Regions from separate parts of the Hordeum vulgare genome. Here region 2 is linked to region 1. A link is a contact called in public Hi-C data. All regions are on one chromosome and are shown on one strand. The core of a region is the stretch at or near the end of the contact, and the rest is flanking DNA. Distances in the headings are between cores, read along the strand shown. Region 1 holds the start of LOC123402843 (pollen-specific protein C13). Region 2 holds the start of LOC123403420.

Evidence for each region. Hi-C and Micro-C count contacts between places; a contact is called where the count stands out from the background.
Region 2: a contact with region 1 is called in a Hi-C map of leaf, with 2.7 times the contacts expected there. The contact joins the promoter of LOC123403420 here to the promoter of LOC123402843 in region 1. A contact is called at or near these places in 4 of 6 Hi-C or Micro-C datasets (leaf and seedling) and 1 of 1 datasets of contacts at active chromatin or transcription factors (embryo).

Annotation. Positions count from the first base shown.
Region 1 is chr6H:495,064,519-495,071,481 of MorexV3_pseudomolecules_assembly, reverse strand. It overlaps LOC123402843 (pollen-specific protein C13), which reads left to right and starts at 2,549. Exons shown (of 2, transcript XM_045096799.1): 1 at 2,549-2,814; 2 at 5,741-6,299. The coding sequence starts at 2,637. The coding sequence ends at 6,072.
Region 2 is chr6H:495,203,138-495,210,100 of MorexV3_pseudomolecules_assembly, reverse strand. It overlaps LOC123403420, which reads right to left and starts at 3,657. Exons shown (of 3, transcript XM_045097356.1): 1 at 2,533-3,657; 2 at 2,291-2,442. The coding sequence starts at 3,495.

The DNA.
Region 1 (6,963 bases), core at 1,300-3,799:
ACCGTCCTTGCCTTTGTCAGACACCACACGTCACTGTAGTCGCTTTGTAGCATCCGTCGCTCCTCCTTTCACTTTGATTTGGTCAACGTACGTCCCCATGTTGTCTGATTCGACACATCTACACGAGTCGTCGTCATCGCAAGATTTGACGCACCTACGCCTCGATGACGTCGTATTTCATCGAGTTCGTCATAAAAACCAAATCGCGCAGCCACACAGAGTTCACTGTGTTGCCTTGCGGTATGTCTTTCCCCTCTCGCCGCTTGGATCGTCGTCCAACCATCGACACATCCTCGTTGGTCGGTAGGCCATGCTCGGCCCTCGCATAGCAACTCATCGGTGTGCGTCTACCGATCATCAAGTGTGATGACCTCTAGCGGTTGGTGATGCGCCGGGTCTCAAAGATGATAGAACATCCCAGATTGATCAAGAGAGGTCTATTGGGTGTTGGTGCACTAGCAGGGGATGCGTCGGGTCTCGAAAGACGGTATAACTTCCTTGACTGCTCCTACTCGAAAGGAATCTTGTAACTTTTGATTTTTGGAAGAAGAATACATTCGAATTTAGGAAGAAGAATACATTGATAATTAATAAAGAGATATCTATTGGATGTTGGTACCCTAGTTTCTAGAGATGAGATTGAAGAGGGCGTAATGTGCAAGTTTAAGAAGGCATATAAGACACGTGTGCAAGCTAGAGAAGACAACAAAGAAAAGCAATAAGGAGATGGAGAAAACACTGATTGAACATGTAGGAGTAGTCAAGGAAGTTGTGTTTCTACAAAGGTTGTAGTTTTCCATGTCGTTTTCTTTGGATCAGTGCTCGTAGTGACGAACCGGTGAAGTATGTGCCTAAGAGCACCTCGAGTTGAAGATGCAAAAGTGGGTGATATATAATTTACATCATAAAAAATGCTTTTTTATATCATCAAAAAAGTTTATCAAACAGATTATGTATATTTGATGATGTAAAATTAGTGCTTCAATAAATGATGCATATTTGAAGATATAAAATGGTCGCCCTCCAGCCATGGTACAACTGTACTCTTTCGAATCAAAATCATCATACAGACATATAAATGAGCAATATTTTTCATATTTAACATGAACTCAACTTCGGTAGCAAACATAGTTCATAATCCAACAAATGAAAATGCATCATATCAGTCAAAGTTCTTGGTTTAACAAATTAAAATGCACATAAAGATAACATTCAACATAGCATCTCAACCTTCATCCTATTTGTTGTCACTTCTCACATTGTGGAGGAGAGGGGCCCATGCCCGGTGGCATCGGATTGGCCGAAGCAGCCGCGACCACCATCGTCTTCTTCGCCACCCAAGATGGAGCCATGGAGGGGTTGCATGTCGCCACCATTGGGTTTGGCCACTGCTTATTCGTTGGCGGTGGACGGGTTCCCGCAGTGGCAGCCAACTAGGATGATGCGGAACCGGCGTGGCGGGATGGGGTGTCATGGCGGCAGAGGCGGGGTCGGGGAAGATTGTAGCCGACGGCGGCCACGACGAGGTGGGCCAGGCCGAACATGTAAAAATACTATTATTTATACATCCACATCATCTATTGAAGATGCTTTAAGATGTCGTTGATGAAGTATTGAACGCTAAGCTTTAAATCCATGGTCTCAAAAGATATCAATTTGTGTTAAAAAATTAACGAGTCACAAGTAAGTTTTAAGGGTTTGGCTTGGAACCTTTCTTCCGGGTCACGCTGCTGAGAATTTTTTCCTCTTTTTCATGTTAGTCTTTTCTATCGAGTATATAGAAAAAGAAAAGGGCGACGCTATGCGTCGACCGACGGATCTTTCTAAAAGATGCACCGCTTGGACAGTCGTTTGACCTGATGTTATCTTTCCTCATCATTGCAACAAAGTCATTTTTGTAAAGTTCTTCTTTGCAACAGACCATATGTTGCGAAAAGATTTGCAACAGAGGTTCTATTACAGAACTATTATTTTTCCGTTTTAACTTTTTTGCAACATTGATGTTGTTACTGATGTTGCAGAATATTTTTTGATTTTAACTTTTTTGCAACATGGATGTTATTGCGAAAAGATTTGTATAACAGAGATGATGTTGCATAAAAAATAGTAAGCTGACAGAGGTACACGTTGTGCGTGAATTGAGTCAAGAGAATCGGTGCCGTGACTCCCGATCCGATCTAAATGGAAGACCGGAAAGTATCGCAACATTTAGCATATTGCAATCAGGTGTCATAAAACACCTACTCCCTCCGTCTCAAAATTCTTGTCTTAAGTTTGTCTAGGAATGTATGAATCTAAATATTAAAACTTAATTAAAGACATTCATATCTAGACAAATCTAAGACAACTTTTTGAGACAGAGTGAGTATTATGTTACACTAAAACTATGTATTATGTGGGCGTCCGTCAGTTGATTTTAATCATTTTTCGAAAAAAAAAGCAAAGCAACGAGACCCCCCTAGATTCTCTGGAGCCTCCCCTCACCGTGCGGTGCGCGGATCCCCAACGCCCACGACAACGGCCCCACGCGACCATTATTCCCCGCACTCCACTCTCTCCGCAATCTCAACCCTCCACTCCACTCCACTCCACTCTGCCGCTCTCGCTCTCGCTCACTCCCCAACCCGCCGCTGGCAATGGCGTCCCTCCGCGCCTCCCTCCTGCTCGCGGCCGTGCTGTGCGCGCTCGCGGCGTCGTCCGCCACCGCGTCCCGCGGCCTCCACTTGCACCCTACCCAGTTCGTCGTGCGCGGCCGCGTCTGGTGCGACACCTGCCGCGCCGGATTCGAGACCCCGGCGTCCACCTTCATCGCTGGTACGTACGCCGCATCGGCGGCCTCTTCACTTCTCTCTCGATCCGTTGCGGTTGCGTCGGTTTCGCAGGAGCGCGCCCCTCTCGGCCTCCCCCCGTCGTTTCACTTTCCCCTCGTCTTCTTCCTGCTCATTTTCCTTTCTCAAATGCGTTTGTTTACCCATGAATGTTACCTGATAGGAGTAGCGAGTAGCAACTATACGACGGGAATGTGAAAAAAATAAGCTGATTTCTCTTCGTTTCCCCTGCGATCTGATTTAGTAGATGCCGAAATGGCAAGTGGTTGGTTCACGCCGGTTGTGCTTGGATGCATGGTTTTTGGAATCCCCAGTACCGAGTAAGATACTGTGTATACTGGGTTGCAGACTGCGTTCATATCATGTGCTAGATCTAATATCATAGGATCTCTGGTCATGGTTGATGGTTTCATTTATCGCATGGTTCATACTCGGAACAGTATAAACAGACATTGGTGGATAGTGGTGTCTGGATCTCATCCTACCGCTCTCTGTTAAATGACAATACAGAACACAAACCTCTTTCTAAACCGAATATAGTCGAATTACAGATGGGTTGCTTGGTGTTTGATATCTGAAGTAAGTTGGCAGACAAATGATAAAGTGGACTCCCACAATGCACACACAACACGCCGGGGCATGCAGGCACGTTCCCTGCACACTAGGAAAAATAATACAGGCTCAGTATCAAAACAACACATTCATCTGAACTGCAGAGAGATTGTATCATTAATGAACACAAATGTATATTCTCTAGTTTTTCACCAAGAAAAAGGTTATTCTTGACACCAGATAGTACAAGGTGATATACAGATAAGTATCCAGACTTCAATCTTTATAAAGACTAGACTGAACCTGCTATGAAATGAGAGCGCTCAGACTTAACATGATTTGGTTATTTAGCTAGTCTGCAGGTGGCAACGACCAATTTAATTCTGGTACAAGTTGGATTTTTAGACAGATAGCTAGTGTTAATTATGTTTCGCTTTATGTACAAAATCCTTTGTGGATTGGATTGATTACAAATACAGCTCACCTATCATTACCCGCTCTATTAATTGTACGTTCAAGAACATTCTGTGAACATACCTACTGTTTTCATGGAACCCGTACAGGCACTTTCCTATGTCAATAGAAATATAACTTTTGTAGTACTGTTCTTGTATGCATTGATTATCTTTGTACAAAGTTTGTTGTTTTGTGATTTTGTGCAATTGGATTCTTTGCTTGATAAAATTGCTAGTGGTCGAATCACAATGTATCTTATGTGTTTGGCTACTAAGTATCTTTGTGCTGTCAGGCTCAATGATTTCACCAGTTTTGCCCTAAAAAAACAGAAGACTTCACCGGTTTATCTGCTTGTACTTCTATTGTGATATACATACAATTTGATTTTTTCCGGCATGGGCAATTTAGGACATATTTGAACTTCAATTTGTGCATCTTAACTGAATATTTCCCATCCATTTTAAATTTGTCGTTAACAAACAAAATACTGTAAGAAATGGAACACAACAAACTGGAGTTACTTATAAGGCATGCCAAAATGCAAAACAGTCTGGAATGAAGTGGCATGCATGTCACAACGAAGAAATATGTTCAGAATTCAAGTTAAACCTCAGTTACTCCCTCCATTGCAAAATACTTGAAGTTCTAGGTTTGTCCTAAGTCAAACTTCTTAATGTTTGACCTAGTTTATAGAAAAATGTACCAACATCTACAGCACCAAATTAGCTTCATTATCATAATATATTTTCATACTGTATATGTTTGATTTTGTTGATATTAGCATTTTTTTATAAGGTTGGAAAATGTTTGACTTAGGAGAAACCTATAACTTCAAGTATTTTGGAACAGAGGGAGTATCATATACTATCCAGATTTTGGACGAGTAGAAAATGTTTGACTTAGGAGAAACCTATAACTTCAAGTATTTTGGAACAGAGGGAGTATCATATACTATCCAGATTTTGGACGAGTACCATGTTGTTATTTATCAATAATTCGAGATACTACTTGCAAATAGGTCCTTCTAACTGTAATGCTGCAGCTATTGTAGCACCTGGATTTTGTGATGCTGCAGCACTAGGCTTCGTCGCAGCAGTTAATTAACTTAGGGAAAGAGTATGGTTTTCCCACATGTACCCACAATATTAATATCATCACATTGCCTAGAGATCTTTTCAAATGTGAAAAATTTAAACCACCAGTCCATCTTGTAATCTTTTGTAATGTTCTTGGACGATCACGGGTGAAATTTGGAGGCCCACCTACATAAAAACAAATCGTTATGCATGTTTGTTCATAACACGGGGCAATTCAGGCAATAAACCCTATTTATGTTTTGTAGAAAGTAATATTTTGTCTGTTGAAAGCTGGGACAGATCAAATGTCCTGCTCGGTTATCTGAACACTGCTTAAATAACCATCCATTGGTAGCATCTGACATGTTGTGCAAATAGCACAGAACTGCACTTCAGCATGGCTATTTGTCACACTGAGGAGGCGAGGACTAGTGGTAATCACTAATCAGCATTGCTGATAGAACACACCATTGCGGGTTCAATGCATCTCGAGAACAGAAGACAAAGTTGTTTTATGACTTCTACAGGAATAGTTACCTTGGTTGTTTCTTCATTTTAGATCTTTATGGTTAACCGGCTTGGTAATAATAATTCGTAAAATGCTACGAGCTAAAGCTGAAAGTTGAATCACCATTAGTTTGTGGTTGTGACAATACATGGTAATATGTATATAGGGCTGAATGTTTGAGAAGCTAACATTGATTGGTTATTGAATATCTCATTCAAATAAAATCTCATCTATCAAAACTACAAACTACTTACTATTCATGAGAATTTAATATTTTTGTTTGCCAACTGTCACTAATATGCTATCCTTGCTTTCAACAGGAGCGAAGGTTAGAGTTGAGTGCAAGTCGAGATCTACTGGGGCCCAGACATGCAGCTTCGAGGGTCACACTGACCACACTGGTACCTACAACATCCCCGTGGACGACGAGCACGAGCATGAGCTCTGCGAGTCTGTCCTCGTTAGCAGCCCTGACACGGCCTGTGCCAAGGCAGTTGCCGGGCGGGAGAGGGCCCCTGTCTTCCTCAACAACAACAATGGCGTCGCGTCCAACGTCCGGTTGGCTAATGCTCTGGGGTTTGAGAAGGACACCCCTCTGGCTGCATGCGCGCAGATCCTCAAGATGTACGAGGAGGTCGACGACCGCGTCTGAGCACTCCGAATTCGCTATCACAAAACAGGTTAATGTATCACTAGCTGTTGTGTGAAATGTTGTGAAACATCTATCTATATGTAGTATTACCAACCAAGACAAGAAGTATCGCTGCTTGAGTATGTATGTTGATCGGTGGTTCAGGTTGAACCACGGAACTTGGGAGCTAGTAAATCAGACATGTTGGTTCATCTTAGCAGGCTAATGTGAGATTGTTGTTTGTCTAAGAGTGCCTTACCGTGTGCAGTTTTTTCAAGCGACAGAGCACGCTGATGTGCGTACTGTGTGCAGTTTTCTCTTTTGAAATGGGAAATCTTAACTGACATTTGATTTCCCCAGAAAAAATGACAAGGTTGAGGAAGAAAGTTCTTTGCCGGCTGAAAGGCAAATATGGTTCTTCTCAACTGAAACGATTGGAGACTTAAAGTGCATTCAGTCAGTTTTGAATGGAGATTCCCAAGACGATCAACACTTACACCACAGACTCCTCAAATTGACCGGACAGGAAAAACAAGAAAAGTTGATACAACCGAAACCCTCAAAGCCTCTCAAAGCCTCCATAAATGTCTGGATTGTCTGACACTTCTCATACCTCCCATATATGAGGGCAATACGAGGAGTGCCCGGCCGTTTTTCGATCAGTGGTCGTGCACCCGCCACATTGGATTTGCTCCATCACGGACCATCTTCATTCTTTTTTTTCTCTATCTCTCTTTCCACTAATCACATGTATCCGAACATATAAGAAAAAAAGTAGGTGACACAGCTACATGCATGGATAAAAAGGAACTCAAAAGGGATAAGCCTAGGTACCGACTGGTGTGTCCACGGAAGTTTGAGAGGCCAAATTTGCCCACTCCGGCTGTAGATACCCTTAGGCTTTGTTCGGTT
Region 2 (6,963 bases), core at 2,408-4,907, 140 kb before region 1:
GTAGTTGAGGGCACCTCCTTACCTATTTGTAGTCACTTGGTGAGGACGGTCGTGTGTGTGTGTGTCCCTACTTTCTGGAGGTTGTACCCCCGATGTCTTCTTGTTCAATGAAATGAAACGTAAATTCTTTTGCGTTTTCTCGAAAAACAAGGAGTGAAGAGTAAAGACCAAGATTAAGTGTGGCAGATCAGATTGCCAAGATGGATCAGTAGCTAGTCCACGTTTCAGTCACTTGTCCTCTCATTTCAAGGAAACTGATGGATACAGCTTTGGATAGCTAAACATCCTAGCTCCTTTGATGCATCATTTCAGATGCACTAGGCAGAAGCACTGAATGTCTGCACTTGGTGGCTTTGCTTGGCAGAAGGCGCAAGGAAATTTTGGCCAGGTCATACATCAATCCATTCAAAGATCAAAGGGAAGCTTTGATCACAGAAAGCTTGTACCGAAACGGCTCAACAGCTAAGCAACACTAGTTAGTCCATTATAAAGTTGAGCGTGTATCTGAAAAGATATTTTTTTCTGGAAATTGCCGTACAGAGTATTTTATTTTCGAACCAAGTCTTTCTTAAAGGTATCCAAACAGACATAACTACTTTCCCCTTGAATAGTTTGGGGAAAAAATATTTTTTTTCTTACTTATGTGTTAAATTTCCCAATTTAGTCAGGACTCGGAAGTTCAAGTTTCCCCATCACTGAAGATCCTAACTGACCAGTGACCACTGCTTCATACTCGAAAAACAAGCACTTGTGAAGGGGACTGATTTTACTGCAAATCAGAAGTACAAACTTACCACCTTAGATACTAAACCTTGTATATCTCCAATATATACCACCCCACTGTCAGGTACCTGACGAGTCTATTTCTTCAGCAAGCATCAATTCTCTTCAGATAACGATTCATGGCTTATCAGACGGCCATCATCGCTCGTTCTTCGGTGTAGTCGCTCGACGGTCCAGATGGCACGAATACTGTTTATTTTCCAATTGTCGTAGTTACTGTAACGAGTAATCACCATTGGGTTAAACCTCTGCCTATAAATACAGCCGGGCTGTGGCTGGGTGAGGATTACGTTTATTTTCTTCTCTATTCTGCCGAAATGGCTAGAACAATTATATAGATAATATACTGGGCCTCTTAGATCGGCCAGATCCCCAAAATTCCTCTCCAAATCTGTGATCTATAAACCCTAAATCTTAGTTACGATCCACAGGGATCCAACACCATCCTCACAATTCACACATATGTTGTAAAACGATTCTTACACATGAAAAATTGGTGGACAATAGAATAGTCACGCACAATGCATTGGTGATGGAATTCTAGTAGTTGTACAAGAAGGGGCATCATCCTAGTCAACTTTGGTAGGATTTGTAAGAGATGTACAAGGGGGATATCATACTATCATTCCAGTCAATTTGGTGTTTGGGGGATCAATTCCATGCAGATCCAGAATTTAGTACGAAAGAGTACATGACATATGCTATTGCAAATCTGATTTCGTCTACTTTCTAAGAACCTGCGTGAATAGCTAATAAGTCCATCAAAAAGTAAGAGAACAGATAACTAGATGTCTCTCCGAGGTCCAATGCCCTGATGGGGATAAGAATTATCAATAATAATCTCATCTGTAGGGCAATCAAGAGTCATGTGTTTTATAACTAGAATTGTCACCGCTATTAGTTAAGTCTGTAGCAAAATTAAATGGTACTAGATGATACCCCGCACAACATTGCGGGTTTTGCAATATAATTCAGTGTGATTTGGTTGCATGGAACATGAATATTGGGAGTAATAATATGAGAAATAAACTGAAAATACATATGATTTATTGGAGTAATAATATGAGAAATAAAATGAAAATACATATGATTTATTGTGTTTGATCATTGTGTGGTTGCACAATGTTTATTAAGTATAGTTTATCAAGTATAGATAGAACAATGTAAAAAAATTATCATGCATGTTTGTATGTTGATATGAGCTTTTTCCTATGCATGGTTTATCACTTTACCTAGATAGGTTCTCACTGGTCTGTGGTACATTAAGCTGAAATAACAGGTTGGCTCAGAATAGTATAGAATGGCCCCCATGGAGGCACTTGAAGCAGGAGTCATATCATAACTTATACCAAAACGAGATAACTAGACAAATCAAGCCCATTGGTGCCAATTTATTGGCTTTTGCCAGATCTGGTAGCATCTCATTTCAGTCATATATGCAACTTATCACGTGTAGAATGTAAATAACCATGATTCTACGAACAATATGAAATGCAGAAATGAATACCTTCGTGAGAAGGGCAATCTGAGGAGTAATGTCGACATTGCATTAATTAGGTCTGGCATGTAAATAAACTGTAGGACGACAAGCTGCAGGATAGTGAACCACATGCCCTTGGTGATCATCTCTGGCAAGTGCCTCGCGATAGCGTGCCCAATCTAAAACATAGAGGTACCAATATCAGTTCCAATGCACTGTACAACCAACCAAAAGTAGATACGAGCCCATAACCAAATTAGTAAACCCACCTCATGCGAAAGCACTGTCGCAATCTCAGCATCTGTCTTGAAATGGTCGAGCAATCCAGTGAAGACTACAATCTTACCACCGGGCAAGCACATTGCATTGATGAGCTTATCTCTGACGACGATGACCTCCCAATTGAGCTCATTGAGGTGCTTCGTCTGTGGTTGCGCTCCGCGTGCCTTCCCCCGTCTCCGGCTCTCGGCGACCCACCTGTCATCGAGAAGCTCGTCGTCTCCCTGAGCCGCAGCCGCTGTGCGCGTGGTCTTGCCAGGCGAGACCCGGTGCATCACGTCCTCGGCATCCATGTCGCGGGCCTTGACGGCGATGTCGGAGGAGATGTCGCCGTAGGAGGCGTCATCGGAGTCGTCGCTGCGGCGGTCGGCGAGGCCGCGGTGGAGGGCGCGGACGATGTCGGAGGCGATGAGGCGGACGCGGACGCTGTCGGGGTGGAGCGGGGGCAGGATCTTGGGGGCGAGCTCCTTCTTGAGATCGGCGAACTGGGACTCGCCGAGCTGGCGCTCGAGCTGGGGCGAGACAAGGACGAAGTGGGTGCGGTTGGTGTAGGGCACGGTCTCGAGGTTGCCGAAGTAGACGACGACGGTCGCGCCGCCGGCGAGGAGGACCACCGCGGCGACCTTCCGCCTGTCGTGGTACCACCGCGCCCCGCCGCGGCGGCGCGCGAAGTGGATGACCTCCGGGCGGCGCGAGGAGGTGAAGTAGTGCCGGGGAGGCGGCACCTGCGGCTGCGCCGGCGGGGGCCGGAAGAGGGCGGCGGGCTCGTGGCGGAGGGGCCCCCGGCTGAAGGACTGAATGAACCCTGGGCGGCGCGGGGCGGCGTGGTAGTGCCGAGCGGCCGTTCCCCGCGCCACCGGCGGTGGCGGGGGCGGGGCCTGCGGCCGGCCGGCGGCGGGTTTGTGGCGGAGGAGACGGGAGAGGGCGGAGCGCGAGTTCTTGAGGGAGTTCATGTCGTTTTAATTTTTCGCTTCTTTTGCGTGGGATTTTCGGGAGTTGGTTTGATCGTGCAGCGTAGAAGCGAGGAGGATTTGGGGGTTCTGCTGCCTTCTGGAAGTCTCCAGATGGCGAAGTGGGAAGAGCGGTGGGCGGTGTGGCCAAATCGTGTCGTGTCGCCGCTCGGTGACCGGAGTGCTCTTCTCCACTGGTCCAGTAAGCCCATTGCCGTGGATCGCTTCTGGGTGAAGGCAGATCGGAAAATGTTCATTTTAAATCTTGAACTGATAGTTCTTCAATGAATCGAACCTTAAATTGGAAATTTCTGTTGTTTATATCCTAAACTTTTAAATCCCAGTCTAAATCAAATCTTGATAGCGTTTTAGAGGTAAACACATTGACGTGGCCAGGATTTTTTTATGTCTGATGGGCCAGGTTGCGTTATAACCACAACGCGTGGTGAGAGATGAGGCCACATCAAAGTATATGGGGATTTTGAAGTGGGAGGAGTAGGGTTAGGGGCGACGGCGGCGGATCTTGAGCGGCGCGGCGGCGGAGCACATTGCGCAGGACGGCAGCTGATCTATTCAGGGGAATGTCGTGGTCATCGGGTTATTCTGTTGTTGCTGCTCCTGGCTTCCTTCGAGCCGCAGGAAGGAGAGGCGAGGAGTCGAGGTCGCCGGTGCCCTACAGGGAGAGCTTGATGGCTTACGAGCCGGCGAAGCTTTGCTGGTGCAATCCTCGTCAGAAGGCACCAAGATGGATCTCCTCGAGCATTCCGAACCCAGGCAGGAGGTACTACGTGTGCGTCGATGCCATGGTGAGTTTGATTTTGATATTGTTTCTCTTCATTTGTTATCCTCCCCACTGATTCATTTCTGTTACTACAAATGTGTTCGGGAACGTTGCATGGAAAACAAAAAAAATTCTACGCACACGAAGACCTATCATGGTGATGTTCATCTACCAGAGGGAGATCGGTCCACATATCCTTGTAGATCGCTAAGCGGGAAGCGTTAAGAAACGCGGTTGATGTAGTGGTACAACTTCGTGATTCAAATCATCGTCGTTCCACGATCCGTCCCGATCTAGTACCGAATGGACGGCACCTCCGCGTTCAGCACACGTACAGCTCGATGACGATCTCCGCCTTCTTAATCCAGCAAGAGAGACGGGGAAGTAGATGAGTTCTCCGGCAGCGTGACAGAGCGCCAATGATGGTGATGATCTATTCCTGATGGGCTCCGTCCGAGCTCCGCAGAAATCCGATCTAGAGGAAGAACTATGAGGTATAGGTTTGGGTTGCACGTGGCAAAGTTGTGTCTCAAAACCCCTAAAACCTCTAGTATATATAGGAGGAGGGGAGGGCTAGCCTTAGGGCTCAAGGGAGCCCTAGGGCACCGGTTGAAGTGGAGAGGAGGACTCCAACTCCAATTCGGTTTGGGGAAGGAGGAGTCCTCATCTCCCTTCCCACCTCCCTCTTTTTTATTCTTTTCTTTTGGTTTTCTTCTTCTAGCGACATAGCCCACTTGGGCTGGCCTCACTAGCCCACTAAGGGCTGGCGCGCCATCCTAGGACTATTGAACTCACTCCCGGGTGGGTGGGCCCCTCCCGGTAAAGATCCGGAACCCATTCGTCACTCTCGGTACACTACCGGTAATGCCCGAAATCTTTCCGGAGACCAAGTGAAAACATCATATATATCAATCTTCGTTTCCGGACCATTCCGGAAACCCTCGTGACGTCCGTGATCTCATCCGGGACTCTGAACAACCTTCGTTCACCAACACCTATAACTCAACTATACCGAAACGTCACCGAACCTTAAGTGTGCAGACCGTGTGGGTTCGAGAACTATGTAGACATGACCTGAGACACTCCCCGGTCAATATCCAATAGAGGGGCCTGGATCTCCATATTGGATCCTACATATTCTATGAAGATCTTATCGGTTGAACCTCCGTGCCAATGATTCATATAATCCCGTATAACATTCCCTTTGTCCTTCGGTATTTTACTTGCCCGAGATTTGATCGTCGGTATCTCTATACCTATTTCAATCTCGTTACCGGCAAGTCTCTTTACTCGTTCCGTAATACAAGATCCCGTGACTAACACTTTGAGTCACATTGCTTGCAAGGCTTATATGTGATGTTGTATTACCAAGTGGGCCCCGAGATACCTCTCCGTCACACGGAGAGACAAATCCCAGTCTTGATCCATGCTAACTCAACGTTCACCTTCGGAGATACCTGTAGAGCACCTTTATAGTCACCCAGTAACGTTGTGACGTTTGATACACACAAGGTATTCCTCCGGTGTCAGTGAGTTACATGATCTCATGGTCATAGGAATGAATACTTGACACGCAGAAAACAATAGCAACAAAATGACACGATCACATGCTACGTTCATAGTTTGGGTCTTGTCCATCACATCATTCTCCTAATTATGTGATCCAGTCATAAAGTGACTACACTTGCACATGGTCAGAAAACCTTAACCATCCTTGATCAACTGGCTAGTCAACTAGAGGCTTACTAGGGACAATGTTTTGTCTATATATCCACACATGTATCTATGCTTTCATTCAATACCATTATAGCATGGATAATAAACGATTATCTTGAAACAGGAAATATAATAATAACTATTTTATCATTGTCTCTAGGGCATATTTCCAACAGTCTCCCACTTGCACTAGAGTCAATAATCTAGTCTCACATCGCTATGTGATTTACATTGGAATGAATCTAACACCCATACAATTCTGGTGTTGATCATGCTTCGCTCGTGGAAGAGGTTTAGTCAGCGGATCTGCAACATTTAGATCCGTGTGCACTTTGCAAATATTTACGTCCTCTCCTTCGACGTAGTCGCGGATGAGGTTGAAGCGTCGTTTGATGTGTCTGGTCTTCTTGTGAAACCATGGTTCCTTTGCTAAAGCAATGGCACCAGTGTTGTCACAGAACAGAGTTATTGGATTTAGTGCGCTTGGCACAACTCCAAGATCCGTCATGAAGTACTTCATCCAGACACCCTCCTTAGCTGCCTCCGAGGCAAACATGTACTCCGCTTCACATGCAGAATCTGCTACGACGCTTTGCTTGGAACTACACCAGCTTACCGCACCCCCATTAAGAATAAATACGTATCCGGTTTGAGACTTAGAGTCATCCGAATCAGTGTCAAAGCTTGCATCAACGTAACCCTTTACGACGAGCTCTTCGTCACCTCCATAAACGAGAAACATTTCCTTTGTCCTTTTCGGGTACTTCAGAATATTCTTGACCGCCGTCTAGTGATACACTCCTGGATTACTTTGAAACCTGCCTGCCATACTTATGGAGAGGCTGACATCCGGTCTTGTGCACATCATTGCATACATGATAGACCCTATGGCTGAAGCATAGGGGACGGTACTCATCTTTTCTCTATCTTCCACGGTTACTGGACACTGAGTCTTACTCAACTTTATACCTTGT